Regions from separate parts of the Mus musculus genome. Here region 1 is linked to region 2. A link is a contact called in public HiChIP or PLAC-seq data. All regions are on one chromosome and are shown on one strand. Each heading gives the region's core, a stretch centred on a gene start, on an enhancer-like site or on the middle of the called end of the contact. The rest is flanking DNA. Distances are from core to core; before and after follow the strand shown.

Evidence for each region. HiChIP or PLAC-seq counts read pairs in DNA pulled down with a chosen protein or histone mark.
Region 1: an H3K4me3 HiChIP or PLAC-seq map of pro-B cells shows a contact between it and region 2, with 4 times the contacts expected there. The contact joins the enhancer-like site here to the promoter of Vmp1 in region 2. A contact is called at or near these places in 2 of 39 promoter capture datasets (cranial neural crest and pre-B cells), 2 of 484 Hi-C or Micro-C datasets (megakaryocyte-erythroid progenitors and neural progenitor cells), 2 of 115 datasets of contacts at active chromatin or transcription factors (embryonic forebrain and pro-B cells) and 1 of 9 other capture datasets (liver).

Annotation. Positions count from the first base shown.
Region 1 is chr11:86,223,152-86,230,126 of GRCm38.p6, reverse strand. Ints2 (integrator complex subunit 2) reads left to right here. Exons shown (of 25, transcript NM_027421.3): 16 at 822-926; 17 at 3,325-3,489; 18 at 4,983-5,184. The region is part of intron 2 of Brip1os (BRCA1 interacting protein C-terminal helicase 1, opposite strand); the gene reads right to left. Among named protein-coding and RNA genes, the nearest start is that of Brip1os, 25 kb to the right of the region's middle. Within about 2 kb of position 3,271, at least 12 of the 459 cell types and tissues checked have an H3K27ac peak or open chromatin away from gene starts, as enhancers often do. A contact at or near this core is called in pro-B cells, where this site is marked.
Region 2 is chr11:86,681,477-86,688,357 of GRCm38.p6, reverse strand. Vmp1 (vacuole membrane protein 1) reads left to right here and starts at 4,522. Exons shown (of 12, transcript NM_029478.6): 1 at 4,522-4,618. It overlaps Ptrh2 (peptidyl-tRNA hydrolase 2), which reads right to left and starts at 4,284. Exons shown (of 2, transcript NM_001098810.3): 1 at 4,235-4,284.

The DNA.
Region 1 (6,975 bases), core at 2,022-4,521, 460 kb after region 2:
ACAGTCTTACTCCTCAGTAGCTACAAGTACTGGAGGTGCTTAACTCACCCTCCAGCTTCATGTCACCTAAAAGAAAGTCTCGCCGTTCTCTACTCTGTCCTGTTACATGTAAAATATGCTTCTTGGTCACCAACAGAACAAGATTCATTGTTTCATTGTCTGGTACTTGGTAAACTGGTGCTCAGGTACCACCATGCCCACCCAGCGAGGCAATTTCAAGTGGCTAAGATTATAGTTGTGTATTTTATTTATTTATTTACTCATTCATTCGTAAAATTGTTTAATGATATAGTTTTATTTTATGTACATTGATGTTTTACCTGCATGTGTGTCTGTGTGAGGGTGTCAGATCCCTCAAACTAGAGTGAGAGACAGTTGTGAGCTGCCTTATGGGTGCTAGGAATTGAACCCCAGTCCTCTGGAAGAATAGCCAGTTCTCTTAATAGCTGAACCATTTCTCCAGCCCTTTTTTCTCACCCCATGGTGTTCTGTAATTTACATTAGTATCATTAAGCTCTAAGTCTGTGTTCATGACTTCTTTAGACTTCCTAAATATATGTGGAAAAATCTCCACTGAGTTTTTTTAGTGAATTCTTCTTTGCACTAAAACCTCCCATGATTTTGTTCCAATTCCAGGCATTTCCTAGGTCTTGCCTTATGTTTTTCCTTTATAGTCACTATAATTTGGTTGTTAATTTTTATCTGTTATACTTTCATATATCAAGTGAATTAAAAGTACCTTCAAAGTGTCTTTATTCCCATTTGTTTTGAAAGTTAAGATTTGTCTCTGATACTCTTTTATTTTATACTTTTACTGACAGCTTCCATGCAGAGGAAACCCAAATCATATTCTTCTTCTTTAATGGACCAAATTCCTATCAAGTTTCTTATTCGGCAGGCTCAAGGACTGCAGCAGGAGTTGGGAGGTATTCATTTTTCATTTGCTAAGTTTTATTGATATGATATATTTTACTGCTTATGCTATAATTTGTAGTAAGTATTCATTGTTATAAATGTAAACAGTTGAAGACTAAAGATGCTTTTTGTTCCCTTGCTGAATCCATTACCTCATTTCCTACAGATCACTACCCCCTAGAAAACTCCAGTTTTCAGTTTGACATTCATTTTAATTTTAAGTCATTTCTTTTCATATAGGATGACCCTAATATGATGGCTGATATTTGAGTGTTGGGGTACAGCTTGGTAGTAGAGTGCCTGCCTGGCATGTGTGATGCCCTGGGTTCATTCCCAGCACCACACACGACACATGGGTGCCCACCAGTACATACTTCTTATTCCCTTCATCTTATTAGGAGCTTATTTGGATATAACCCTATTGCAAACTTCAGTATGTCAAGTTCAAAATGCATTTGTGGTCAAGTATGGTGGCTTAGCCTTTAATCACAGCCCTTGGCAGGCTGAGGCAGTCTGGTCTACATAGTAAGTTCCAGGACAGCCAGATCTACATAGTGAGACCCTGTCTCGAAAACAGAACAAAACAAAACAAAAGGTAAAATTATTTGCCTCCTCTAAGCAACAGAATACTGAAGCTCAGCAATGCAATGCACTTCAGCGTAGTGCCTGTTTTCTGTCGTGATTGTATGGCTGGCTCACTCTGAGTTGCCCACTGCTGCTGCCTGGCATAACAGGAGAGTTTCTCATATTGCTAGCCTTGTACGATTTTAGAGTAAAGCCAACTGTACTTCCTTAACACTGTAAAGTTAAGAACTCATCAGTCTAACTGTCTAAAGCTGCAGACCTAGAGAATGACAAGTTCATACGGTTGAAACTAGTAGAAGCTCACATAATATTTTAAAAAGGTGGATGATATTATACACTACCTCCTTTTTCTCATGTTTCTCTTTTCATTGAGATTTGCACTCAGGGCAGTATGTGAATTAAGCTAGTACTATACCACTGACATATCTTCAGCCCTCTGCCTCTGCTGAGATATCAGCCCGTGTAGATCTACTTCATTATTTGAAACTGTTCCATAATATTCCATGATATTCTAATATGTATATAATAGTCTGGTTGTAAATATTGGTAAATAGACCTGTGAGAGTTTTAGAAACTTGATGTTTCTTAATAGCCACCTTTCATGTAACAGCGTGGTTTTCCTGTCTTTCTTTGCTGTGGTTGGTTTGGAATACGAACATGAGCCTTCATTGGACATGGTAGCCAGATAGATAGCTACATTTATTATAGCTTTACATAGTCTGTTTCTTTAAAAAACAAACAAACAAACAATATTTGGCAGTAACATGTTTTACTGAAAAGAGTATAATATGTAGATTGTTTGCACTTTTCTGTGTCTGTTGGTAGTAGTTTTAGTTGTACATATGTTTAGAAATTTAAAGTTCAGTAACACTTGATTATTACAATGCCTTTTTGAATGTAGAAACATCAGTTTTAGGCAGTCTTGATGGTTAGGCATGGTGGCACACGAAAATCTTAGTACTTGAGAACCTTTTTTCTCTTCTGAACTCCTAAAAGACTGCTGTGTTAAACAGCTTTCACGATGAGTGTCAAACAGTGGGGTGAAGTAGAGGAAAGCCAAGAAAGATTAGCGCAAGGAGTTTGTTTTTAGTTTTGTTTTTAGGTTTTTTGAGACAGGGTTTCTCTGTGTAGTCCTGGTTGTCCTGGAACAAACTCTGTAGACCAGCCTGGCCTCGAACTCAGAAATCTGCCTGCCTCTGCCTCCCAAATGCTGGGATCAAAGGCATGTGCCACCACCGCTTGGCGCAAAGAGTCATTCTTGACATACTGTGAAGTAGTTTTCTTGGGGACTTTTATTTAAAATGCTACACAGATTTTTTTTTTCTTAAATTAAAAAAATTTTTTTTGACTACTAATATTAAACTTAGGCCCCTATACACATAAAGCAAGTCCTCTGTCATTGATCTATCCCCTCAGTCCTTGTTTTGAGGTAATATCTCACTAAGTTGTCCAGGCTGGCCCTGAGCTCAGTGTGTAGCTGAAGCAAGATAGGACTGTACAGCTTCAACCTTCTGAAAAGCTTGGATTCTGCTCCAGGCCTGGCTAGAACTTCTTAAACTGTGGTCTACACTTGCAGAAGTGGGCGTGGCTAGAGCTGGGCATGGCATCTAGAGCCACAGTTGAGCCCTAGCTGGGCATGGCATCTTCACTATGCATGTACAGCAAGTTTCCTTAACTCCCGATGCTAGTGGGTGGGCCAGTGAGGTGAGAAACACCGTTAGTACACACCGCTGCTCCTTATGCTTGCTGGCTGCTAAAATCAGGAGGGGGGAGATACTGTTTTGAGAACTGAGAGTCCAGTTAACTTCCTGTTTTGTTTTTTAGGGCTGCATTCAGCTTTACTACGTCTTCTAGCAACTAATTATCCACATCTGTGTATTGTGGATGACTGGATCTGTGAGGAGGAGATCACAGGGACTGATGCGCTGTTAAGGCGAATGCTCCTGACAAGTAATGCCAAAACCCACTCTCCGAAACAGCTGCAGGAAGGTACAGTAACCGCTCATTCCCCTCCCACTACTGCTGTACAGAGGGGCTGGGCAGACTGGAATCCTATACTGTAACAAGCAGGTGTCTTTGGCGGTAAGGATTTCTAACCATCTCTTTGCTATGCTGGGAATTTCGTTGACATGTTTATAGCAGTTTTGGATTCTGTGTTATATCACTAAGAAGATTTAGAAAATTCACAAACTGGTTAGAAATAAATACAGTAGATCAAGGCAATGTACTTGCTATTAATGGGTAATGTTCCAGATTAGTGTCCCCAAATACAAATAGTGTGGGCTACATGTTAACATTGCATTAGCTGTATTAAAAAGTTTCAGTTCACAAGTCTTCTGAATACAATTACACAATCAGTGTAAGGATTGTTGTTGTATAATCTTTACTTGTGTTTGCAGTGACAATGTAGGCCTTGGCGCCCCACCCAAACCCAACCTGAATTTTTGTTGTTGTTGCTCTTGAATTCTTTAGCTGTTATTTCTAAGTCTTTTTCTCTTTTCCCTTTGGAGCTGCAGACTGAATCTGGGCCTTTTGTGCGTTCTGGGCCTGTGCTCTGCTACTCAGCTCTACCCCCAGCTCTTGAGGTCATTGTCTTTTTGTTTTCTCTACACAACTGAAGAAATTGTGAGCCAGTTGTCTTTGACATGTGGATTTTGGACCCAGATACAAAGTGACACGATGTTCTTTTCAGCTTTGGCTAGTTTTCTCCACATTCCTTTCAGGTTCTGTTGGTTTTCCAGGGTGACGTACATGCATGACTACCTGTTTCCCTTGAAGTATAGTTGGTTGGCCATGACCGGCTAGGTGTAGATATAGATATAGTGTTGTTCATGATGGCAACAAAATGAATTAGTTTTCCCATTTGTTATTTACTTTATGCATGTTAGCAGGATGTAATTAGTGACACTCTAGTAGAGAGATAATTCTAGATATTTAATAACAGCAATCTGCTGGATGCTAATCTTCTGTAATTGGACACCTAGAAGAAAGTATCAAGGAGCCTGAAACTTCCAAATTAATAAACTACACAAGCGGTTACCCCCAAAAATGAGGTTAGCTATTGTGTCACTACTAGGATTTTTAAAATGAACTTTATGAAATAACATCTGTACTTTCATGGAGTTTCACTTATTTTTATTACATTCTAATTTATTTGTTTAGTATATGTTTGTGTGGGGTCTTGCACATGCCATACTGCACATGTGGAAGTCAGGATAACATGAGGGAGCTGATCCCATCCTTCATGTGTGTGCAGGGATGGAACTCAGCTTGTCAGGCGTCACTTGCCTTGACCTGCTGGGCCATCACCTGCTGCTAACTGGGAAGTTTTCTAATGGCTTTAATGTTAGCTTCAGTGAAAAAGTAGCTGTGAGTGGAAGGCTTTCTTGATTTGTTTCATTCCTACTTTTAAGAAAGCAGCATTTATCTCTACTTGGTAAACATTATAGGATTTAGGAATGATTGCAAAATGTTGTCTTTAGCATTTTCAGCTGTCCCTGTAAGTCACACACAAGTGATGCAGATTATGGAACACTTGACTCTACTTTCTGCCAGTGAACTTATTCCATATGCAGAAGTACTAACGTCCAATATGAACCAGCTGCTGAATTCTGGGGTTCCACGGAGAATTCTTCAAACTGTCAACAAGTTATGGATGGTTCTTAATACTGTGATGCCAAGAAGGTAAATTCTGTCTACTGCTTTATGGACCAGAGAAAGTGTATAGCTTTGATAATGCACGGGGAACTTAGTTGTTAGAAAAATGCTCACAAGACCAGTCTTATTAATGGCTTTGAGTATGTAACAATAAAATTCCTTTCTGAAGATGACTAAAGATATTACATTGGGGTGCAGTGTTGCTTATCTTTAATCTCATCATGAATTTAGGAGGAAGAACAGGCAGAGCTAAGTCTGAGGAAGGCATGGTCTGTTATAGTAACTTGTCTCAAAAAATGGTTACATTTTAAAGAAAAAAGTATACTTTAAGAAATAAAAACTATTAGCAATTTGAGAACGTGTTTGAAGGTATTTTCCTCTGTGTAGTTATTTGTAGTTAACTGATTTGGATCATCATGTCTTACATCACTGCTGTGGTTCCAAATTCTGTTGCACCCTGAACCATTTGGACTGGCTTTAAAACCCTGATTCCCAGGCTGCAATCTATGCAGTTAAACCTGAGCGGTGCAGCAGGATCAAGGCATACGTTGTAAGAACAGATTCCTCTGGTGCAGCAGAGTTTGGAGAACAGGGTATGCCTTCACTGTGGTTATCAGTTGGCTGGCTCACAGATTGTGTCAGGCCAGTCTCGAGACCAGAACACTGGTCTGACTTAGCTGAGAGCATGGTTTAGTAGGTCTGGGAACTGCGGATGGTTGTTCTTTCTAAATTCAAGGATTTTGTTGCTATGAATGTTTGTTTTGGTTTTTCAAGACAGGCTTTCTCTGTGTGGCCCTGGCTGTCCTGGAACTCACTCTCTCTGTAGACCAGGCTAGTCTCTAACTCAGAGATCTGCCTGCCTCTGCCTCTCATGTGCTGGGATTAAAGGCGTGTGCCACCACTACCTGGCCTAAATTTAAGTTTTACTTTACATCAAATTAATAAATACACATAGTAATACTTCACACTTTTCTATTTTAGAGTCTGCTTACCCAGAGGAAACCATTATTCAGCTTAAAAAAATTCTAGCATTTACATTTTGTTCCTTATAGCTCAGGAATAGGCTTATAACAAGTACGGCTTCTTGATTTTCTAATTTAGACGTGGTTTGTAAAGTTTAGCAGCCTGACCGGCTTCCTTCCTGTGAAGCTTTCCCTTTATTTTCTAATATAGTTGTATCATCCAGCTAGAGCAATAGTCAGTGTTCATCTTATGATTATGCATTTACAGTTGAACGGTGCAGTATTACAATATCCTTTGGTTACCTTTTCTCTCTCTTTCTTGCTTCTTTTTCTCTGAGTGTGGAGGGGAATCACACTCAGGCTGTGAGCATGCTAGTCAGGTATGCTGCCCCTGAACTACACTTCATAAACACGTCTTTCTTATACGCAAGTGCCATTCCTCAAAGTTGGCATTGCTATAGTACTTACCTTGTTTTCATTTGTTAATGCTATCAATAACTAATAAATAGTTCATCTTAAACTATTAAGACTAGGTTTACTTAATAGGAATTACAACAGAAACTAATCTAACAGTAACATGATTTTTATAGGGATATCTCTTTCAGAGCTTTTCATCTTAACCCTCCCCCCTCCCACCACCCCGACATGCATGGTTGTCCTAGAATTACTGTTGTCTCTGCTTTGCTGGGATTCCAGTTTTCTTTCTTGGTTTCTGCCCACATAGAGCACATACTAACTGCAGCGCTTCCTGAGAAAGGCTGAAAGGGGCTGGCGGAGGCTCCGGTGTTGGGGCTTGCTTTCTTCTCACATGTGGTTGCTGATTTGCTTAAGTGTGCTTCATACATTTGAGAACACC
Region 2 (6,881 bases), core at 3,273-5,772:
CACCTGCCTCTGCCTCCCAAGTGCTGGGATTAAAGGCGTGCACCACCACCGCCAGGCTGGAAACTCATATTTTATCAAAAATTTCCCTTTTATTACTCATAAAGACATGTTAATATATGGCAAATATAATAGATTATAAATTACCAAAGATTTTCACTTGAGAATAGCATAGCAGTACAAACTATTTCTTAAAAACATTTCATAGCTGGGTGGTGGCAGTGATACACACCATTAATCCCAGCAGTTGAGCAGATTCCTGAGTTCGAGGCCAGCCTGGTCTACAGAGTGAGTTCCAGGACAGCCAGGGCCACACTGAGAAACCCTGTCAGAAAAACAAAAACAAATAAACCAAAAAAATTCACATACCACGACATTCACACTATCAAATGTAGATTTTTTTAAAAATATTTTTTCAAGATAAGGTTTGTCTTTGTAGCCCTCGGTGTCCTGGAACTAGCTCTGCAGACCAGGCTGACATCAAATTCACAGAGATCCACCTGCCTCTGCCTCCTGTGTGCTGGGATCAAAGGTGTGCACCACTACTGCTTGGAGATATTCATACTTTTAAATTAGACTATTCTGATTTTTTTTGTTTTATTTTGCTTTGTTCTTTGTTTTATGAGATGGTTTCACTCTATAGCCCAAGCTGACCTCGTTTCTGTGTATGTCTCCTGCCTCATACTGCTGGCATGTTGTTGGGTTAATATATCCTTGTCTGTTTCCAGGCAACTAAAGTGCCAACAGTTGAGTCACGATGGGATCCCAGCAAGCTGAGGGGCTTCTGCCCAGCACAGGGAACTTCCCATGACAGAAGTAAATTCTGTAGAGGCAATGGGGGTTGATCCAGGACCTCACCCAGGCTAAACGAGTGTTCTACCACCAAGCTGTATGCCCAGACTTCTTTTTACCTTTTATTTTGAAACAAGGTCTCACTATGAACCAGTCATCTTTCTACCTCTCTTTCTCAAGTAGCTGGAATCACAAGCCTGGCACAAAGCTGCTGAAACAACTAAAACTTATTGACACACAAGTGTATTGGGTAGAGCATTAATCCTCCACTAGATTGTATTCCTATAGTACTTGAGTCAAGCAATGATAGCTTGAGTCCAGGGCTTTTTTCTTTATGATACAGGATTTCATTATGTAAACCAGGCTAACTTCATATTATAATTCCTTTGCCTGAGCCCCGGGCCTCCCTGGCATTGGAGCTACAGGCATGTCCCACCACAGCTGACTCTGCTTTGTTTGATTGTTTATTGTTAAGGTGGCTTTTGAAAGTGGGTCTAACATAGGCCAGCTTAGCTTTGAACTCCCCAGGAAGCCAAAGCTTACCAAACTGCTTATCTTCCTGCCTCCACTTCCCAGGCACTTGTGCTAGGAATCAAACCCTGCATTCATGCATGTCAGACAAATACTCTACCAAATCTTTAATTACAGTTCTTAGTCACTATACAGATAAATACCATAAAACTCATTTATAGATCAGGTAGGCACATGAACTATATAGTTCAAAACCAGGACAAAGTTTATAGTAGAAACTTTAGATGGTTCAGCTATCTATTTAAATCCAAGTGAATTAGTAATTACAAGTGTGTTAGAGTCTGTATATGTGCTTTGATTATTCATAGGGTTATATGATGTAAGTATTAGCTCCCAAAATGAGAGGTCATTTTATAATGCAAAGACACTGATCTGGATGTAGGATTATTTAAAGCATAAATATTTTCTCAGGGATACCAGCCACATGGTTGGTGTGCTGGAGTTCTAAAGACAGTAACAATGAAAAAAAGAAGCAACAAATGATGGTTGTCTGGATTAGACTTGGTTAGAAGCATAGACCTTCCAGAGTGCTGAAATAAATCCCAATGAGTAGATAAAAGCCTGACTTTCCTATTAGATTGGCTAGGAAAATCAGAGAGAAAGAGACACCGAAATGTGTATATAAAGAAAATGCACTTAGCCAGAATATATCTTTAGTGTTTGAAGCAGAAACTAAAAACTGATGCCTCTTATTTTCTTAAAGAAAAATGAAACATCAGATATGAAAATATAACAAAGGTTTGGAATAGCTATTAAGGTGAATAAAGAAGTCTAACAGAACTGTGATGGATTTAGGCCTGGGAAGCCATATTCTAAATGTACGACCGTACAGATTTCCCAAGAAGGATCCACTCCAAGTCTAGGAATAACAGGCCTCTCTGATGGATAAAAAAGGACACCAAGATAGAAAGGAACTGGCAAGGGAATGTTTGAAAGCTATGGTGAGTCTATGTGCGTGTGTGTGTGTGTGTGTGTGTGTGTGTGTGTGTGTGTGTGTGTGTATGTGTGTGTGTGTAGCATAGGTGCATACAATACAGATAAGAATGTGTGGAGGTCAGGACACTTCCTTGGAAATGTGTTCTCTTCTTTCACTATGTGGGCCCCAGGGATTAACTTGAGGTTGTAGGCTTGTCTTCACCTGGTGAGGAGGCAGCTCACTGACCCTCTTCTCTCCCTCTCTGCATGCTTGGGGTAGACTCTATAGTGGTTCTCAACCTTCCTAATGCTGTAACCTCTTATAGAATTCCTCATTTTATAGTGACCCCCAACTAGAAAATTATCTCATTTTACCTCATAACTATAATTTTGCTACATTGTATGCTAGGAAACATAATATAAATATCTGATACACAGAATATTTGATATATGACCCCATATGAAGGGGTCACAACCCACAGGTTGAGAACTACTGCTCTTGCGCCTCCTGCATGTTAGGCAAGGACTCTCTGAGCCTCATCCCTGCCTCTGTTTACACTGCACCTTGCTAAGGTTGCCTGGGCTGCTCTTGCCATGGTCCTTTTGCCTCAGCCTTCCCAGTAGCTGGGATTCTAGCTATGTATCCTGAAACCTAGCTCCCTTTTCATAATCTTTTCAAAGTAAACATTGTCTGCCCATTTTAATGAAGAAAGCATTCAAAATCCAAAACAAAAGATGGGGGAACAGAGAACCTAAGACCAAGAGAAGTTAAATACAACAAATGTTTGATAGCTGCCTGCCAGGTAGAATTAGGAGTCCTCACAATTTCTAGGTTGTAAAATAAGCAAATCAGATTTGGGGAAAGTTAACGTCTCTACATAGCGTCTATTACAGGATGGGTAATATACTATTCTATCCAAACTGCTAAAGAACCAGACAGGCTGTCATTGCTACCACAGTTCTTTCTTTTTGTGTTTCATTCTTGAGTTTTGTGCACCACTCCCTGCTGACTTTTAAAACTTTAAACCTTCCTCTGAGTTATTTAACTCAACTTCCACCCACTGCTCACCTGACCTTTCTCACAGTTTGCAGTCTCCTAAGCAAAACTACCTATTTGCCTGGAAATATGGATAATATTACACACACGTACATAGTTGGCCCTTCTGTCTGTCCCTATGCTGTCCAATGTGGTAGAGATTAGTGTCACAGAGCAACATATGGCTAAATATTCTTGATCTGCCTTTTCCTGGAAACGGCAACTATGCCTTTGTTTCCAAAGGCTATTACTGACCACCTTGCAACCATGTCTTACTTCAGAGGGTTGTTATGACCAACTTATGTTCACTTTCCGCTGCTATTAACACTGTTTATATGCCAAATCCCCCATTTGGAAACCAATACTCCTGAACTATAAAAATCCTTATTTTCCCCATGTCCAGTGCTGATCTCTTGAACACTGCCTTTTGGGAGAAATAGTCCGTGTAAACGAATAATAATAATAAAAAGTTTGCTTTAATTAATCTGGCCATGATTTGGGTCAGTGGTCTTCCACTTCGAATCCATGAGATTAACAATAGCTTCAGAGTAGAGCGCTTTGCTCACCATGCACAACGTGCATGCACCGCAATACCAATAAATAAAAATACTTTTGAATCCATCTTTAGAATTCTTTTCCTTTTCCAAGCTGGGCTCAACAATTCGAAGACGGATATTTAAAATGTATAGTGTGAGGCCTGTTCTCCATTTTTTTCACGCTAGGGTAGCGTATCAATGCCACCTCTAAGAGGAGGTGTTGCCAGCGACTAAAATTCTGGGTTCTATCTTGGCTTCTTCCAAAGGTTTGCAGAGTAGGCAAGGCAGGCAGCAGCCACGGGGCGGAAGACAATTTATGAAGTAGCTAGGGGGAGGCCGACCGTGGGGTAAGATGATAAGATGCTTTTCAGTAGAGCCATTAAGAACTACACTCCTCTGCACCGTCCTAGAAGGAGTCGAGACTTACCTGGAGCTCGTCTCGCTCACCTCGCAGGTCTCCAAGCCAGAACAAGGAACACGCTTCGCGCGCGCCACCTACTCCTTCCGGGTTTCCTGAAAAACTAGTTCCGGATCAGAAACTACGAAGCGCAGTCATCCTTCTTCTTGTCACACCCACAGAGCCCGAACCGAGAAAGCCGAACCGAAATCCCGCGAGGAACCTCCCGGTGGCCGAAAGGAGGGGGTGGGGGTGGGGGAACGTTTCTCTTTTGGAGGCGGGCTCCTTAAAGGAGCCGGACCGGAAGTGACGCGAGCGAGTTCCGGTTGGCTGGAGCCCAGCGGCGGGTGTGAGAGTCGGTGTTGTGAGCCGCTTCCAGGATCCTGCGATCCGGAGAAGCCGGGGTCTGAGCGGGTAGGTGAGCGAAAGCGGGGAGTCCGGAGCCCAAGCCGAGCTTTCCCACAGCTCGGCCGCTTCCGCAGCTCCCGCACTTGGGTGATGCAGACGCAGAACACGCTGGTTTCCACTTGAGATGGCTCAGGTCACTGCTGACTGGCTGTGTCAGCTGGCGGTGGCCAGGTTATGTGGGACACCTCTCCGCGCTTGGTTACCGGGACATTGAACCCAGACACTCGCGACAGTTCGTTCCAGACCTGGAAGCCGGCTTTGGCTTTCTCAGAGAACCTCACTCCCGAGCTGTCCAGAGCCTTGGGTTAAATGAAGAGGGTCTTCGCTGCTGCTGATTCTCAGGACCTTTCAATGGGTTTTTCTCCTCCCGGGCCACTAGCGCAGTATGCTAAGTATATCTCCGAGAAACGAAGGTATTCGGGTGTACCGACAGTGCAGAGTAGTCAAAGGAAGGGGTCATTACCTCTCAGAGTTATTGCTGTGGACCCACTCAGCTTTTCCTAGGACTGTCATTTAAAAAAAAAAAAAAAAAAAAAAAAAAGAGGGCTCTCCGCTTTTTCCAAAACCTTGATCCCCAACATTTTTATTTCCCCGCAGTGGAAGTACTTGCAGCAAGATAGGGACTTAAAGGTCTTTACGATTCCAAACAGTGTATGGGCTTAGCGGGTTAGGCAGCTATGGGTTGCTTATGACCTCCAGTTGATTTTATGTAAACATCTTTTGCTTTTCTACTCCAGCAAAGAATCCAGGAATGCATAGATCGGCTGTGTATGTGTCTATTGGCAATGTCATTCCTTACCTTTCAGTTCTTTCTTGACGCTTGTGAGAGGTTTCGTAGACAGATTGATCATTTAGAGAACCTTTTCCAGTGTTTCTCTTGGCCTAATGAAGAATTTAATTCCAACTGTTTTAGTTCATTTTTTGAGATGGGGTTTCTCTGTGTAGCCCCGGCTGTTCTGGAACTTGCTCTGTAGACCAGGTCCACCTGCCTCTGCCTCCCGAGTGCTGGGTCCGGCTATATTCCAGCTGTTATTGTCTGAGAATTGTGTTGTCCTTGGGTCTGATTTTAGGGAAGAAGCTTATTTACTACGCTGTATTTTTGTATTGGAGGTGATGTTTTTGTTGACCTTTGGGAGAAAGATGCTGGCGTACCAGACACATGATCAGTTGGAGTAGATGCAAAGTGATTCTGAAGTGGGAATCTCTTCTGCTTAACTTATTTGCCTAGGTTATCTAAAACACAGATGCATTTTAAGGGGTTTATCCTTGGATACATTTAACAATACAATTAAATCCCTGAGGCACGCATTCCAGAAGAAAATAGCCACATATCTGAACTAAGCTGGCAAATGGTTTGGTGCTGTTTCCCAATTTACCTACAGCTAGTTTAAATCTGTTTGTTTCCTATTGTTTTTAGTTTTGAGTTCTTGAACTGTTTTACACTTGTCAGTTTTGTTTTGTTTTGGGTTTGTTTATTTGTTTGTTTGTTTTGTTTTTTTGAGGCAGGGTTTCTCTGTAGCCCTGGCTGTTCTGGAAGACAGCCTGCTCTGTAGACCAGGCTGGCCTTGAACCCAGCTAAATCCTTTCTTATCTGCTGTTTGGTGTGTTATCCCTGGTTTGTTTGCTTGCTTGCTTTTTGTAGTTGTTTTTTTACTTTTCCAACAATTTTTTTCTTCTTTCTTTTTTCTGTTTGTTTGTTTGTTTGTTTGTTTGTTGTTGTTTTGAGACAGGGTTACTCTGTGTAGCCCCTGGTGTCCAGGAACTCACTCTGTAGACCAGGCTGGCCTCAAACTAGAAATCCGCCTGTCTCTGCTCCCAAGTGCTGGGATTAAAGGCATGCGCCACCATGCCCGGCTTCCAACAATTTCTTAATGTTGGCTCAAATCACTACTTTTTAGGACTTCTAAGGTCATTACAACTCATTTTATTTTTGAGTCAGGGTCTTATTATATAGCTCTGAGTAGCCTCAAAGTCACAAGAGATCCACCTGCCTCTGCCTCTTGAGAACTGAGATTAAAGGCCACTGTACTCGGAAAGATAATTTATTTTTAAATCAGATGACCTGGATTAAAGTCTGAGCTCCAGCACTTACTGAGTGATGATTGGCAAGTTACCCGGCATTCAGAGCTGCTCTAGATTGTGTTGATAAAAGGACTCACTTTATTTCATATGACTGTCATTGTGTCTAGTGAGATGGTATTTGTGAAATCACTTTTTGTTTAGAGAGCTAGAAATACGTAACTGTAGAATATGTTACTTTGAAGTATTG